Regions from separate parts of the Ovis aries genome. Here region 2 is linked to region 1. A link is a contact called in public Hi-C data. All regions are on one chromosome and are shown on one strand. Each heading gives the region's core, a stretch centred on a gene start, on an enhancer-like site or on the middle of the called end of the contact. The rest is flanking DNA. Distances are from core to core; before and after follow the strand shown. Region 1 holds the start of ALX3 (ALX homeobox 3). Region 2 has its middle 6.0 kb from the start of UBL4B.

Evidence for each region. A called contact is a pair of places that touch in the nucleus more often than the background predicts.
Region 2: a contact with region 1 is called in a Hi-C map of skin fibroblasts, with 2.8 times the contacts expected there. The contact joins the enhancer-like site here to the promoter of ALX3 in region 1. A contact is called at or near these places in 7 of 16 Hi-C or Micro-C datasets (hypothalamus, liver, muscle and 3 more).

What each region holds. Positions count from the first base shown.
Region 1 is chr1:87,374,089-87,380,665 of ARS-UI_Ramb_v3.0, reverse strand. It overlaps ALX3 (ALX homeobox 3), which reads left to right and starts at 1,650. Exons shown (of 4, transcript XM_012106972.5): 1 at 1,650-1,985. The coding sequence starts at 1,709. It overlaps LOC114116343 (a long non-coding RNA gene), which reads right to left and starts at 2,287. Exons shown (of 3, transcript XR_003590272.3): 1 at 1,922-2,287.
Region 2 is chr1:87,412,531-87,419,955 of ARS-UI_Ramb_v3.0, reverse strand. No RefSeq gene overlaps it. Among named protein-coding and RNA genes, the nearest start is that of UBL4B, 6.0 kb to the left of the region's middle. Within about 2 kb of position 4,830, at least 7 of the 54 cell types and tissues checked have an H3K27ac peak or open chromatin away from gene starts, as enhancers often do. A contact at or near this core is called in hypothalamus, where this site is marked.

The DNA.
Region 1 (6,577 bases), core at 401-2,900:
TGATCAATACAAGTTGGCCGCCCAGAGCTGGGATCCACTGGATCCTAGAGAATGGATGCCCCTGGTAAGGCCAAAGAGGAAGCTTAATTCCAAGCTAAACCTCCCTCTTGGCTGGAAATAGCAGCTCCAGGTGCTCCCATCCCACTACTCCAGTCTGCAGTCTGTGATTAGGGGCCCTAATGGCCATAATGCCTCCAATGTGGTGTTTAAACCAATAAGGCTTCAGAGAAGTTATGGTATGTTTAATAATGGCTTAATGACTACTTGTGAGATGCAAGGCTTCTGGTTCCTGTTTGCCCTTGATTTACAGCCCAACTCTGGCTGAGGACAGCCAAGAAACCCCCTCTAAGCCCCCAGCGGAAGAGGGAGGTGTTCACACCAGGCCCCTTGGATTCCTTTAAAAATTGAGAATTCAAATGAAATACAAATGATGTTGGACTCCCCATCCTTCTTGCTAATCTCTGGAGGCAGTGAAAATAAAAAACTGTGTGACCCAGAACTAGGGACTTCTCAATCCGCAAAAGTGAGCAGGGTTCTAGGGCTCACAGGTATTTCTTCCCAGATCTTAGATAAGGTGGAGGTTGTTTGACTTTTAAAAAATTCTAAGTTACTGCCCTAGTCCTGGGCTTCCTCTTGGCTAGGGAGACCCAGCTATTAGGTGACATGGTCCTACTTTGTCCTTTTAAAGTGGCAGGCCTGGGGTAACAGCATCCAAGGTCTGAGCTACAGACAGCCCCTCTCCAGGGGTCCCTAGGCACTTTCAGATCATTTGCCCATTAAAATGCATTCACTGCATGCCTGTTGTTCAAACACAAAACCCGCTAGGAACTCCTCCACCTGCTCCTAAGGTAACCTCTGGTGGACTCTGTTCAGTCCTGAGATGCCTCTACAGCCCAGCTGTCTTCTCTGCCCCTGCCTCTGCTTCTGAAACTCACCAGGAATATATATAGACTCAGAAGACTGACTGTCCAATGTCCACAGGCAGATGAGGACTCTAAGTGACTAGTTCAAGGCCCCACAGCTAATTAATTATCACACCCTGCTCCCAGCCCCCAGCACCCATTACCAGATTAGAGCTGTTTCCACACAGCAATGACTCCTCACCTGGAGAAAAAACAAGATATCTCTATAACGGAGGTGTTTTTGCTGAAGGCCAAGTTTTTCCAACTCCCAGTAAAGAGAGTAAACGTCCCAGCCCAGCCCCTACCTGTTCCCTGGCCATTATCCCAGACTAAAAGTCAGGAGACCGGACCTAAAAGGATTTGTTGGGCGTGGATGGGGTCTCTACCCTGAAGTGTCTCACCCTCCAGAGTCAAGAGCCTCCGGGCCGGGTATCTGGGCCAGCGCTGCTCTAAACAAGGGTCTCGCCAAGATGCACAGACAAAACGGACTCTACCCTCGAGAGAGGGGGTGGCTTCCTCCCCTTCTCCCACTGCTTCTGGTACCGGGACTGGAGTGAACCAGGGGGCTACCGGGCTCCGAGGGGTTAACCCGCGCGGGGCTGCACGTGACGTGGATGGTTCCAGCATTAAGTCAGAGTGCGGCCCCCTCCCCTGCGCCCCCCCCCGCCCCCACCCCCTGCGGCGCGCGCCGCTCCCGGGGGCTCCGCGCCCCCGCGCCCAGGTCCCTCCCCCTTGGCGGGCGCTCACAGGCCGCGCGGGCAGCGCGAGCCCCGGAGCCCCCGGCGGCCTGTGCGCCCCGAGCCGGCATGGACCCGGAGCGCTGCGCGCCTTTCGGCGTGGGGCCCGGGCCTGGCCCCTACGCAGCCGCCGGGGACGAGCCTCCGGGCCCCCAGGGAACCCCCGCCGCCGCGCCTCACCTGCACCCCGCGCCACCCCGCGGCCCGCGGCTGACCCGCTTCCCGGCCTGCGGGCCCCTGGAGCCCTACCTCCCAGAGCCGGCCAAGCCGCCCGCCAAGTACCTGCAGGACCTCGGGCCCGGCCCGGCGCTCAACGGCGGCCACTTCTACGAGAGCCCCGAGGAAGGTAACGCGCGGCGCGGGGGCGCTCTCCCTTTTCACACCCCGGGCCCGCCGGGGCCTCCCCGCTTCCCTCTCCCGGTCGCCTATTTCAGAAGTTTCTGCCTCTCTCGCCCCTCTGCACGGCTCTTTCTGAAGCCGGACCGGAGGTGGTCCGCACTGGGCGAAAGGTAGCGCTGTGCGGGGAGGCAGAGCCACGCGTGCCTCTGGCGGCGGGAAAGGGAGGCGGGAGGTCCAGGGAGGCTGGAGTGGCGACGGCCCCGGGCCCCGTTGGGCCGGAAGACGGCCGGAACCGGGAAGCAGAGATCGTGCCTTGCCGGAGTTGGGCGGGAACTGACGCCGAGGCCCGGGAGCCAGGCTTAACTCTTGGCCCCGGTGCGGTGAGAGAAGCGCGGCTTTTGTGTCTGGCGGCTCTGAGAGTGGCCCGGATCTACAGTGGCCACGCCGGACTCAGCCGAGGGAGGTTGCGGCCTGGCCTCCCCCGGGAGAGGCGCTGCTGTCTGCGCCTTATGGCGCTCGGTACAGTGGCCGCGGTTGTTGAGGCAGTCCCGGGCCATTCTCAGATCAGAATAACTGTGTTCTTATTTCCCAGACTAACCTGGCCTCTCCGTCGTATGCACGGCGATGGCCGCCCTTCTAGCAGTCTTGGCTTCCTCACGCTGGATGATCACGGCGGGGCCGTCGGGAGTGGGCCTAAGCTCTGGGTGCCTTGGGCTGTTCCTGGGCTGATGCCCTGGGCGCTAACGCCAGTTGGACCGTGCGGTCTCCAAAGAGCGCGCCTAAGCGGGCCTGAACCCAACCCCGCGGCTGTCGCTGCACCAACTGACCTGTGGAAGTGTCGGTGCCCGCGCCCGCCTCATATTTGCTGCCACATCCCGAAGCTTAGGCCCTGAGCTGAATCCTTCGAGATCGCCTCCCAACTCGCCTCTGCCCCGCTGGCGCCTCGCGGGCCTCTGCGGAGTGGCCAGGCAGCTCCGGCCTTCGCCCAGTCGGGGCGGTGAGAACGTGTAAGGGAGGGCAGGGAGGTGTGTGGGGGTCAGTGGAGGAAATGAGCGAGTCCGCGGAGCTTCGTGTCTGTGCCCTTTGAAAGAGGCTCTCCTGATAAAAACCACAGTTGGGACTTAATGAGAAGCAGTTGGCCTGGCTCCTCTGATCCCAGCCAGACGGCGGCGGCCGCGCAGCGCCGTGAGCACCGCCCGGGACACAGGTACCTGGCCTGGCTTGACGCGCCGCGTTCGGCAGGACGCACCCTGCGGCTCAGCGTCCCTGCTGGGCACGATGAATCACAGACGGACAGCCGGGATCGCGAACGACCCCGGCGCCGAGCAAACTGCTGAGAGCGCTGGAGCAGAAAGAGCGGCGAGGAGGAATCTAGTGACCGCGACGGTGTCAACAACGAAATGCGTGGGGGAAAAAACCCAAAAAGTGTAAACAACCAAAAAGAGGGAAAAGGAAATTCGACAAAACAACAGTGGAGAGAGGGAAGAAAGAAAGGTAAAAGGCGGTCAGCGAACTGGGCAGAACGGAAAGAAATGAAGAAAGAACGAAAAAAAAGCGGAGGAGGATCGAAGGAAGAGGGTAAATGGAGAGGAAGGGAATGGACGAAAAGAGAAGCAGCAGACAATATGAAGTAAAAGAGGCATCCTAAAAGTGCAGGAAACAGCAAAATGGGAACAAGCAGGAGAGGGAAATTAACGGTGCGAGTTGGGCAGAGGACAGACCAAACGAAAAGGAGGCGCGGCGAATGCGAGCCGAAACTGGGTAGATCCCCCGGCCCGCCAGTGGCCTCCCCGGTGCCCTAGCTGGAACTCGGCTGGTGGGCGGGTGGCTTGCGTCCCTGATGTAGAGACGGGCTGCTAGGGAGAGACGGCCCGGGGAATCCGGGCCGTGCAGTCTGGTTGGTGGGAAATGTTGGTCAAAAGGGAGAACCCACCTAATTTCTCGGCTTTTAAAATAACAAGCTCAGAGCGTTTCCAGTTTAGACCATGAGCGAGCAGCTGTGCCCCCTCTTTTGCGCGATCCCGGCGAGGCCCTTAATTGAGCGCTCGAAAGCCGGCGCACCGCGCTCCACTCCAGCCCGTGGCCGCCGTTTGCGGAAAGCGCGCAGCCCGGGTCTGGACTGCGGTAGTGTCGGGGCAGTGCCAGCAGCCTTCGCGCCCTCAGCGCGTGGCTGCTCAGCGGGCCAGAGAGGTGCCTGGCCGTCCCCCACTGTTTTGCCGGGGCCTTTCCAGTCTGTCCTCTAGTTTGGCTTCTTGATCTCAAAACGCGCTCGCCGCCGCGGAAGCCCTGAGCCGGCTAACCCGGCTGGCCGCGCTTCCTGGGCCGGCCTCGGACTTAAGAAGAGTACCCAGTCGTCAGCTCCGCTAAGACTAGAGCAAGATTGGAAACCTCTCAGGAGAGCCTCAAGTCCCCACTGGGTGTTTCCAAACCGCGTGTAGGTCTACACCGGCTTCGGATCTTCAGCCGAGCTGGGGAACCTCAGGCTTCAGAGACCTCTGCGGGTCTCTTGCGCAGGAGCACGCGGGAAGTAAGCTTTCCTGCGAAAGCTGAAAGCCTGAAAGCCGGCTAGCTGGTCCTGCGGCATCGTGGACGCCATCCATGGAGGACAGCGCGGCTCCCTATAGGCAGCCCGAGTTGTGCGGCTTCCAAGCAGCCATGGCTTCCAGTCAGTCGCTGGCAGGACCGGGGGTGGGAGAGTGCACTGGAGAGAAGGAAGTGAGGGACCGAGCTCTGCTGATGCTCTTCCTGACTCTTGTCGTTCAGGCCGACAGACTGGCTGTGCAGGCCACCCGGCACCTCAGTGCTGGGCTCCAGGCTTCCAGTCTCCAACAGGGGCACTACCCCCTTAATCTCCCGGTGGCCCCAGTAGGTACAAGTGACTCCTGTACAGAGCCCGTGCACACTTTGAATGTACTCCGGGCTTACAGTGCATCATTCGCATGACAAGCTCAGACTACCGGCCTCTGTTCCCGCTCTGCCTTTCCTTGACCATTGCCCTCCATTTAGCCCATCTCCACCTCTTTTCTCTTCCGGGCCTTGCTTCTCAGGAGGCTGCTTGGTGTTCTGTGACGCAAGCCCCTGTCCCCAGAGGGAATTCTCTGGCCTCATGCTGGAGTCCTCCGGGCAGATGGAGGTTTCAGGGCAGTGGCACTGAGGAGGGGAGAAGTTCTGTGGTCGTCTGGGAGGGCTGCAGAATGGGCAGTCCCCGGAGGCCAGCAGAGGCCAGCCAGCTTGGCTCTTTTGGGGGGTAGCTATTCTGAGAAGGCTTGCTACATTTTCATCCCTGGTAGGTGGGTGGCTTAAGGTCAAGAAGGCAAGTCCTGGAGCCCCAGGACTGATCCTTCCAATCTGGGCATATCCTATCGAGACAGACACTGAGGGCCAGGTGAGAGCTGAGCAAGCCCTGGAGCTTTGGGGAGCCCTCTGCAGGGACATCAGAGCTCCTCTGACCCCCATCCCTGAGCCACCCTCACCCTTTTCTGCCTGGAGTCCAGCCATGCCTCCTCTGAATCTGAGCTACCAAGACCCCTCCCTCTCCACCCTGCAGTGTGTATGGTGCCCCTCCCAGTCCCCTTGGTCTTCCTGACCACTTAAAATTATCTGGTTCAAACTACCATTGAGTCGTCCTTCCTTAGGTCCTACCTGGTGGAACTACCACTAGAACCAAATGTATCGCCCAGGACTGAAGCAGTTTCCCCACCTGTGCTCCACCTGAATCGAGAACGAAGTGTCTGGGTTGTCACTAGGACTAGCCCAAGGGCAGGCCCTACCTGACTCTCCCCGGCCTCCAGGACACATTCGTGAAGCATAGCTTTTTTCATAGCCCGGGGAGTCCTGGGAGGTCACTCACCACCTTCCAGCTATGGGGAGCAGGGAGGGGGTGAACCTCACCCAACTTGTCCTCCACAAGGAGACAGGGACGCATCAGATCCAGAGCTCCAGAACCCATCTCTTTGATCCTATCTCTCAGTCTTTTCTCTCCTGCCCCTCCCCACTTTAGTGAGCCAACACCAAGTCCTGGGAAAGAAACTGCCTCTTGGTGCCAGCTTCCTGGGCTTCCTGGGGGCCAAGCCCCCACTGGAGATGGGCCTGGGGCCAGGGAAGGGGCTGTGTGAATCAGTTGGGCGTCTGTGTGGCGTCGCTGCTGACATCCCAGAGGACTGTTGAGAAGAGATTTCATGGCGACGCTGCTGGGGGTCCTTGCCAGAGGGAGAGGGCGGGGTGATCAGGGTGACCTATTTTTCCACCATACTCCTTCGTGGTGGAGCTCCACCAAGCTTCCCAAATGAGGATGAGCACGTCAGAGTGGGGCTGCTGGTTAATCATGGGCAATGGGGGAGTCAGAGACTCCCAGGGAGTGGGGATAGACGACAACAAGAATGATGGGCTCTGAGGCTATGCTGTTCCCCACTGTTCCCCACCTCTCCCTCTCCGAGAGTAGCCTGTCACCTGTCTCCTGCTCCCTAAGGCTGGAGCTTCAGTGCTTGCCCAAACATCAATATCTTATGAAGAATCTGACAATCCCTCTTGAAGCTTCTTTGCCCTTTCTACCCCAGGACAGGAGGATTTGACACTGTCGCGAGACTGGGGGTTCAGAGA
Region 2 (7,425 bases), core at 3,581-6,080, 36 kb before region 1:
CAGCTGACTGGGTGGCACTCTCCTGAGTGACACCATCTGGTTTCACCCTTTTGCTTTTGGAATCAAACCTAGCTGCTCAGCCTGGCATCCAAGGGCATCATGACCTGGCTCTGCTTCCCCTCAGCCTTCCCCACTTGGCATCCTCCACTCCAGCCACACCCACCAGCCTTTTCCTCTACTTAACCTGTTTCATTAGAATGCTTCAGCTCATCCTTCTAAACGCTGGTTAAAACCACTTCCTCCATGAAGCCTTCCCTACTTTCCCCAGTCCTAGGTGAAGGTAATCCCACCTGCCTCTGTGCAGCCATTACCCTCCTTGAGCATTACTTGTGTTGATACATGTCTGTGTCTCCCTCACTGACTCTCAGTGGCAGAGAATGAGTCTCATCTGTTTCTGTAACCCTGCCTCCAGCACACAAAGACTGGTACACAGAAGGCTTCACATGAACGTTTGTTGAATGAAGATGATAAATGTCAACACGCTGAGCCATGCAGGCGGATGCAAGGTCCAGAACAGCAGGCTGTGGAAGCGAATGAACCTGCTTGCAGCCTCTCCATCTCCCCCAGAGAAATGAAAATCCAAAATTACATAAAAAAATAAGTCAGAAAGTGATTGCAGTCTTTACCAAAGGATCTTCTATAGTATTCTTTAAACAGCCGCCTCCCTTGGTGCATTTGAAATAAGATAGAAATTGCAGATGTTCATACAGTGCATGCGGGCCCCATGGACTCCACGATGGAAGGACATCTGTCTTGCTGAGGGAGCTGAGGATGGATGAGGTTTCTCCTTGGCCATCTGAGAGTTCCCAGCCTCTGGAAGGAAGGACCCTGTGATGGACAAACCATGAGACAGACAAGGTTGTGGTGGGGGGAGCTACTGTGAAAGATGCCCAGAGCAGAGCTAACCTAGAAAGGCTTCCTGGGGGCAAGGTTTAAGTCGTCTTCTGCTGGAGATGGAAGGAAAGTGAAATGGGGAGGGGAGTGGCCTGCAATCTCTCTCCCAGGCTATGGAATTTATGAGGAAAGAGCAGGGGCCTGAGTCCTGGGCTTGGAGGAAGAAGAGAACCAGCTACCTGCCTCAGCCAGACCTCCTGGATTGCCCCAGCCACTGGGGAAGAAAGGTTGCGCCTGGGCTTCTAGAAACAGGTGAGACCACAGCTCAGGCTCTGGCTCCTCAAAGCTAGTGGCCACTTGCAGACTGGCACCTCTGTGACCAAGGGTTCAAGGGCCAGAGCTGCTGGGTCACGTAAAGCCACTTCCTGATCTAGAGAGTCCCAGTGTGCTAGGGGGCCATAACGACAGAAGCCTTAGAATTAGCATGTCCCCATTAGGAGAGATGGTCACCACTGACCCCTGCCTCTGTGTTGGAGCCCCCATTGCCCTCGCCAGCGAGGGTAATGGAGGAACCTTGTTGGGCCCTCAAATCATACTTGGAGCTTGGAAATTTAATAATTTTTTCCCAGGCAATTGCTTGTCTTCATTATGCAATTAGCATGAGGAAATGCAGTTGTGTAATCGGAGCAGGCAATCAGACAACGACTGCCATAATTAGGGAGGAAGATTAGTGGGAATGAGTGTGCTTTGTGACTTGAGGGAAAGGAACAAACGTGTACAGAGAGAACGCTGGTCAGTGGTGGGTCCCAGCCCCTCTGACAAACAACTTTAAGTGCAATCGTGCCACAGGAAAACCAGCATAAAGTCTTCAGGAGAGGAGGAGCGGGAGGGAGAACACTTGGGTGCCTGGAGCCCTTCGTGTAGGACTCTGGGACATTGGCACACAAGGGCTTGAACTCCGTAGGATAAAAGCCAAGGGTCCAGTGGCCAGCCTGGGGCCACCTTGAGCAGCCTGCTCCTTGAACCTCATTTGCTTCCTCTAATGCCTCCCCTCCCTTGTGACGGTCTCAAGAGAGAGGTCATGCCCCCAGGACCCTGCACAGTGCCTGACCCATAAAGACATTCAGTGTGTATTTATAAAAACTTGGAAATGTGAGCTGTTACCCCCAACTGTCAGGGGAAGACCCCATTGCATGAAGATACATGCCCACGTGTGATGCCCCACAAGCGGGCTGAGCCCTCCTACAGCAGCCTCTGCAGACCCAGCAGACCAAGAGCAGAGAGGGGCCAGGAGATGCTGGCTGACAGCTGGCAGTGGCGGTGCCCTGAGCTTTGCCTAATCTACAACCACTGACTGGGGCTGGTCAAAAGGCTCATGAGCCAGGGACATTATGCCTCTGCCCACCTCACTCTCCGGGTAAGTTATCAAGTTATGATTAGACTTTAGAAATGTCAGGCTGGCCTTCCAGGGGAGGTGGGGCGGCGGGGGGGGGGGGTGGGGGTGGGGGATGCTAGCTGGAGGAGGACTGAGTGATACTGAGAAACGGGGGGATGGAGAAAAAGCAAGCAGAAGAAAGGCAGGTGGAACCGCAGAAGCAGTGGAGAGAGGAGGGGGTGGAGAACGCGCGGGCTGAGCACAGACCATGCTCAGAAAGGAGAGGAGTCCAGAGGGAAAAGAGGAGTGAGGGGCAGGCAGAGGAGCTGTGCAGAGGCGGCAGGGAGAAGGGACAAAGGGACGTCTCTGCCAGGCAAGGAAGGAAGGGGAGAAGGAGAAACAGGAAGGAATTGTTACTGCAAGAAAAGGACAAGGAATACCTCTGCAGGCCCCTCTGCTGAGAACAGTGTCCCTCTTCCCCTCTCCTTATAGTCTGGAAATGGCTCACAGGAAAAACTCTAGCAGAGAAAGTGGAGTCCAGACTTGGAGAGCCTGAAGTCCTGTTCCAGCAGCCCCTGCCTCCTCCATCCCAGGCAGCCTCACCTTCAGCACTTCCTGAGCACACATGCAGCCTCTGCGAGCCCCGCAGGAGAGAGAGCTGACCAGCAGGCAGGCAGAGCACAGGCCAGTCCCCAGACACAGCCCTGCGTTGAACCTGCCCTCAGGCCACCACTGTGGAGTCTGTGCCACTGCCTGTAGCAGTGATCAGGTAACCCCTGCCCCTTTGAGGAGGGGTCTCCCAGAGCTGCTCGGGCCAGGCCAGTGAGGGCTGGCCTGGGACCAAGCAGGCAGCTCTTTAGGTGGCCCCGTCCTTGGGTGCTCTCCAGGAAGCCTGGCATGCAGGTGTTCCGTAGATAAGTGAGGCCCATGATTCGTCCCTCATCCGCTGGCTGGCACTGGCTGTCTCAGCAGCCATACCCAAGTGGTCTGTGGCTGCTCCAGTGGGGACCCAAAGCCCCCGACACTGTTTTAGGGGCCAAGACTGAGGCAGATAGGCCCAAGCAGGCAGGGAGAGGGAGCTGGAGCAGATGGAGGGCAGGGGATCACAGCGGGCCTTGGGAACCCAGGGGATGTAGCTGCAGCTTCTGTGGGCTGCCAAGCCTCTCTCCAGGCCTCTGTCCTTGCGCCCTACAACTTAGGTCCTGCCCTGCACTGCTGGCCTGCCGCCCTGGAGATGTCACACTAGCTGGGAGCCCCTCAGAAGCCCAGTGCAGCGCATACATCATCCCACTCAGACTCACACCTTCTGGAAACCCTTGTGGGGCTGCAGCCTACTGTGACCACTAGATGTCACTGGCGACCTCCCTGGCCAGCTCCAGCAGTCCTAACCAACCATACCTAGGGCCTCCACCCTCTCTGGGCCCGGGCACACAGTCCTGGGACAGGGTCCAGAGCCTCAAGTGGAGATGAGCCCTGTCCTCCTGCAGATGGAAGTCACCCCTCTTCCACCCTCAGGGGTCATGCTCTGGGTAGCCATTCTCCGGGCACAAACATCAGTGCCCACCCTGAGCTGGGCACTGTGCCAGGTGCTGAAGCAGGGAGAGAGGATAGAAAGACATGTCCCTGTGTGGAGGATGCATACAGAGAGACCTGTCATTTTAGCACTGGGCATAAACGTGACCATGGAGAGGAAGGAACTCCCAACTCCACCAGGAGGGAGGTCTAGGTTAGAGAAGCTTCATCGGGGAGGGCGCTTGGTGTGTCTGAAGGGGGAGCAGCTTGACTGAGAGCCCGGCAGGCACAAGCCCGTGTGTAAGAATGTGGGACTCACTCTAGCTGAAGTGGGTAGGGGTGGGATGGGTAGGGGGCGAGAGATGGGCAGAATAACTGGGCAGGGGCCAGTCACCTTTACGCAAGAATTCTTGACTGCAGCCAAAACTGAATTATCCACGTCACGCCCTAAATCCTTGCAGTGCATGTAGGTGCCCCAGAGGAGCAGCCCTCAGCGATTGCTCACTGTTACACACACACACACACACACACACACACACACATACACACACTGCCAACCTAAGCTGGGGTCCGCAAAGGGCTTCTTTCCCACACCATCTCTGCTCCACCAGGGCTGTAGGAATGCCCAGCCAGCAGTGCTGCTGAGTGGTGTTCCCTCCTTCCCAGGCCCTTCCCTGGTGAAGGCCCTGTCCGTCATGTGGTTGGTGGCCCGTCATCTCAGTTGGGGGTGCTTCTACCATGAGCCACACCGGGCATCCTCTCAGCCCATCTGCACCCTTGGCTGCATGGTTTTAGATGATAAAAAACAGTCAGCTTCAGGCTGTAGCCATGGTACCTGACACTCATTTAAACACACTAAATGTGCTCTGAACTTCAGAGGGGTGCATTACAAAGCCTCAGAAATCAGCAAAATGACTCCTCAGAGACGGAGCCATCCGTGGGTCCTGGGACTGAGGGTAGGGTGGGGGGTCAGCTGCTTGGAGCCAGAGCTGGTTATTCATGCTGCATCCATGCCTGCGTTCCACAAACATTCCTCACACACTAAATCTGTGCCAGACGTCTGCGCTAGACAGTGGGGAGGAACTCTGTGCTGCCAATTTACCCGGAGCAAGAGGTGGGGCTCAGGCTGGACTCAGACTTGGCAGGTGGGGCAACTAGAAGGGCAAGTGAGAGGGGAGAAGCAGTGTTCTGTCCTAGAAAAAGGACAGACACGTGGCTCTGGGGAGAAAGCTCAGGCAGAAAAAGCCATTACCAGCTTCTCAGTGTCCGTCAGGGCAGCATGCAGGGGCTAACCATGAAAAGCCTTGTCCCAGGCCAGTGTTAAAGTCCTCTGGGAGGCTGTGTGCAGCACCCGATCAAATGGTGTCAGAGGCCTGGGGTGGGGTTGCTGTTGCTTAGTGGCTAAGCTGTGTCTGACTGTTTATGACCCCATGGACTGTAGCCCGCCAGGCTCCTCTCTCCATGGGATTTCCCAGGCAAGAATAGCAAGAATAATGGAGCGGGTTGCCATTTCCTTCTCCAGGGGAATCTTCCCGACCCAGGGATCAAATTCACTTCTCCTGCATTGCGGGCGGATTCTTTGCCGCTGAGCCACCAGGGAAGCCCTTAGGTTGGGGTAGGGGAGAATGTGTGGGGCCCAGTAGGAATCTGCCTTCCTCATCCGGGGTCAGGGAGTAGGGAAAGCTACAGGGTCCTGGTGGCTGAGGTGGGGGCTGATATGTCAGGCCAGGTACAGTGTTATGGGGCAGATTCTGGTTCCACTAGGACTGATGCTCTGTAACCCATCATGTGTCTTCCAGTTCCTGAGCCCCATTCCCCCCTTAGCTTCCTAAAACAAAACAAAATTATAGTCTTGTCTTGGCTGCAACAATAGAAAAATAGATTTCTTCACATCTAAGCCAGATTAAGTGGAGAAGCAAAAGGGCTCCAGGATCAGGCAGAATGGTAACAGCTACAGAGACCTGGCTGAGGGACAGAGAGGTCCCAGAGGGCCTAGCATTGGTGGATAGATACCCCCCTGGGAACAGCTTTGATTAATCTTCCCTCCCTCTAGGGATGACAGCTCCTTTGAAGATCTGTGTCATCAATCAGAGCGGCAGGAACCCTCCACTATGCAGCAAAGATCAAACATGATGTGTTAAAAGTGAAGACAGAGGAGGTGCCCACAGAGTCCTGCCCTGAATCCCGCCTGCTCTTGCTGGCTTCATGAGTCTGCCATGGGGTCAGGGTGGAGAAGCCTGTAGGCATCTCTAAAGATGCTGCCACACCCATTCTTCAGGACCAAAGGGGCCCTTTGTTGCTCCTGGGGAGATGCCAAGGCTGGTCCTCCAACAGGGCAGCTTGTGCCACCCTCTCAGCCTGGCTGTTGACCTGAGGATGCTCAGGCCAGCCCTTAGCTGAGATTCTTGCCCACCTGCCCCTTCTCTGAGTTGAGATATAGGCAGGCTCTTGCCAGGGAATATGGCATATAACCACCCATGTGACTGTTGCTCCAAAGATGTAGGGACCAAAATGGAGGTCCAGAGAGAAAAGATGAAAGAAATCTGGGAACAGACCAGGTGAGCTTGGGCTAGGGGGAACCGAATGAATTGGCAGGCAGGCCTCTGTCAGGAAGAGACAGGCTAAACTACAGCCGACAAAGCAGCTGGTCAACTTGGATTTGATTTGGGCTTGGATGACCCTGAGGAGTTTCAGCTGGCAGGTGGGGCACTGGGCTGAGCAGATTGCTGATCTTGTAGTGGGTGACTTCTTGCTCCTCTAGCTGACAGCACTAACCACATGCAGCTGGTCATTAGAAAAGGCAGGAGCCAAAAGCAAGAGGGAAAATTTCTAATCCAGCCCATAGCTGGTTGGATGTTCCAGGGAACAGCATGGGGTATATCAACCAATGGAAGAACGTGGGCCCAATCAGGGGCTGCCTCACCTCCTAGGAGATGATCAGAACTGAGTCAGCCTGGGTATCAAAACCCAAGAGACCAGCTGCTGGACTGGCGGCCTGAACTCCCAGGTGATAGCCTTCCCGAGGTCACCAACAAGGGATCAAGAGCTTCTCAGCTGTAAAAATACCATGCTGGACATTAAGTTCATTCACTAACAAGTGCTCCTGGGGCTCCTAGACAAGTCAACTCATTATTCTCTCTCACAGGGACCTGATTAAGAGTTAAGTGTCTCGAATGGCAGGGTTAGGGTTAGGGCAGGGGCTCTTTGTCTTGAAGAGAACTAGAGAATACCCAGGGGGCCATGAGCAAGCTGTCAGACCTGTCCTTCCCTTGGGCTCTCCAAAATACTCCCCACCGTTGACACTCTTAGTATCTTAATACCCATGTATTCCCGCTTAGCAGAACCCTGCACCTCAGATTCAGTAACTGAATCTGAAAATTGGCATTTTCAGTTGGTCTGGACACAAGGCACTTCAAAGAGGCCTGGGAAGCAGTGGGCAGTGGCCGGGAGATGGGAGAGTCAGGCTGATTGGAGGCTGAGAGCTGTTCTTGCAGCCCAAGAGCTGGTCTTGCAGCCCTAACTCTGGACACTGGCTTGCAGAGGCCCATCAGATGCCGGTGTCTATAGGAGTGGTGTGTCTGCAGTGACAGCCGGGGACCAGGGAGCAGGGTGTGGGAGCCAAGAGGAGAAGAGGAAGCCTCCAGCCTGGAGAGTTGTGGGGAAATGGAATCGAGACTTTGGCTTCTGACCAAGTTTATGTGCTG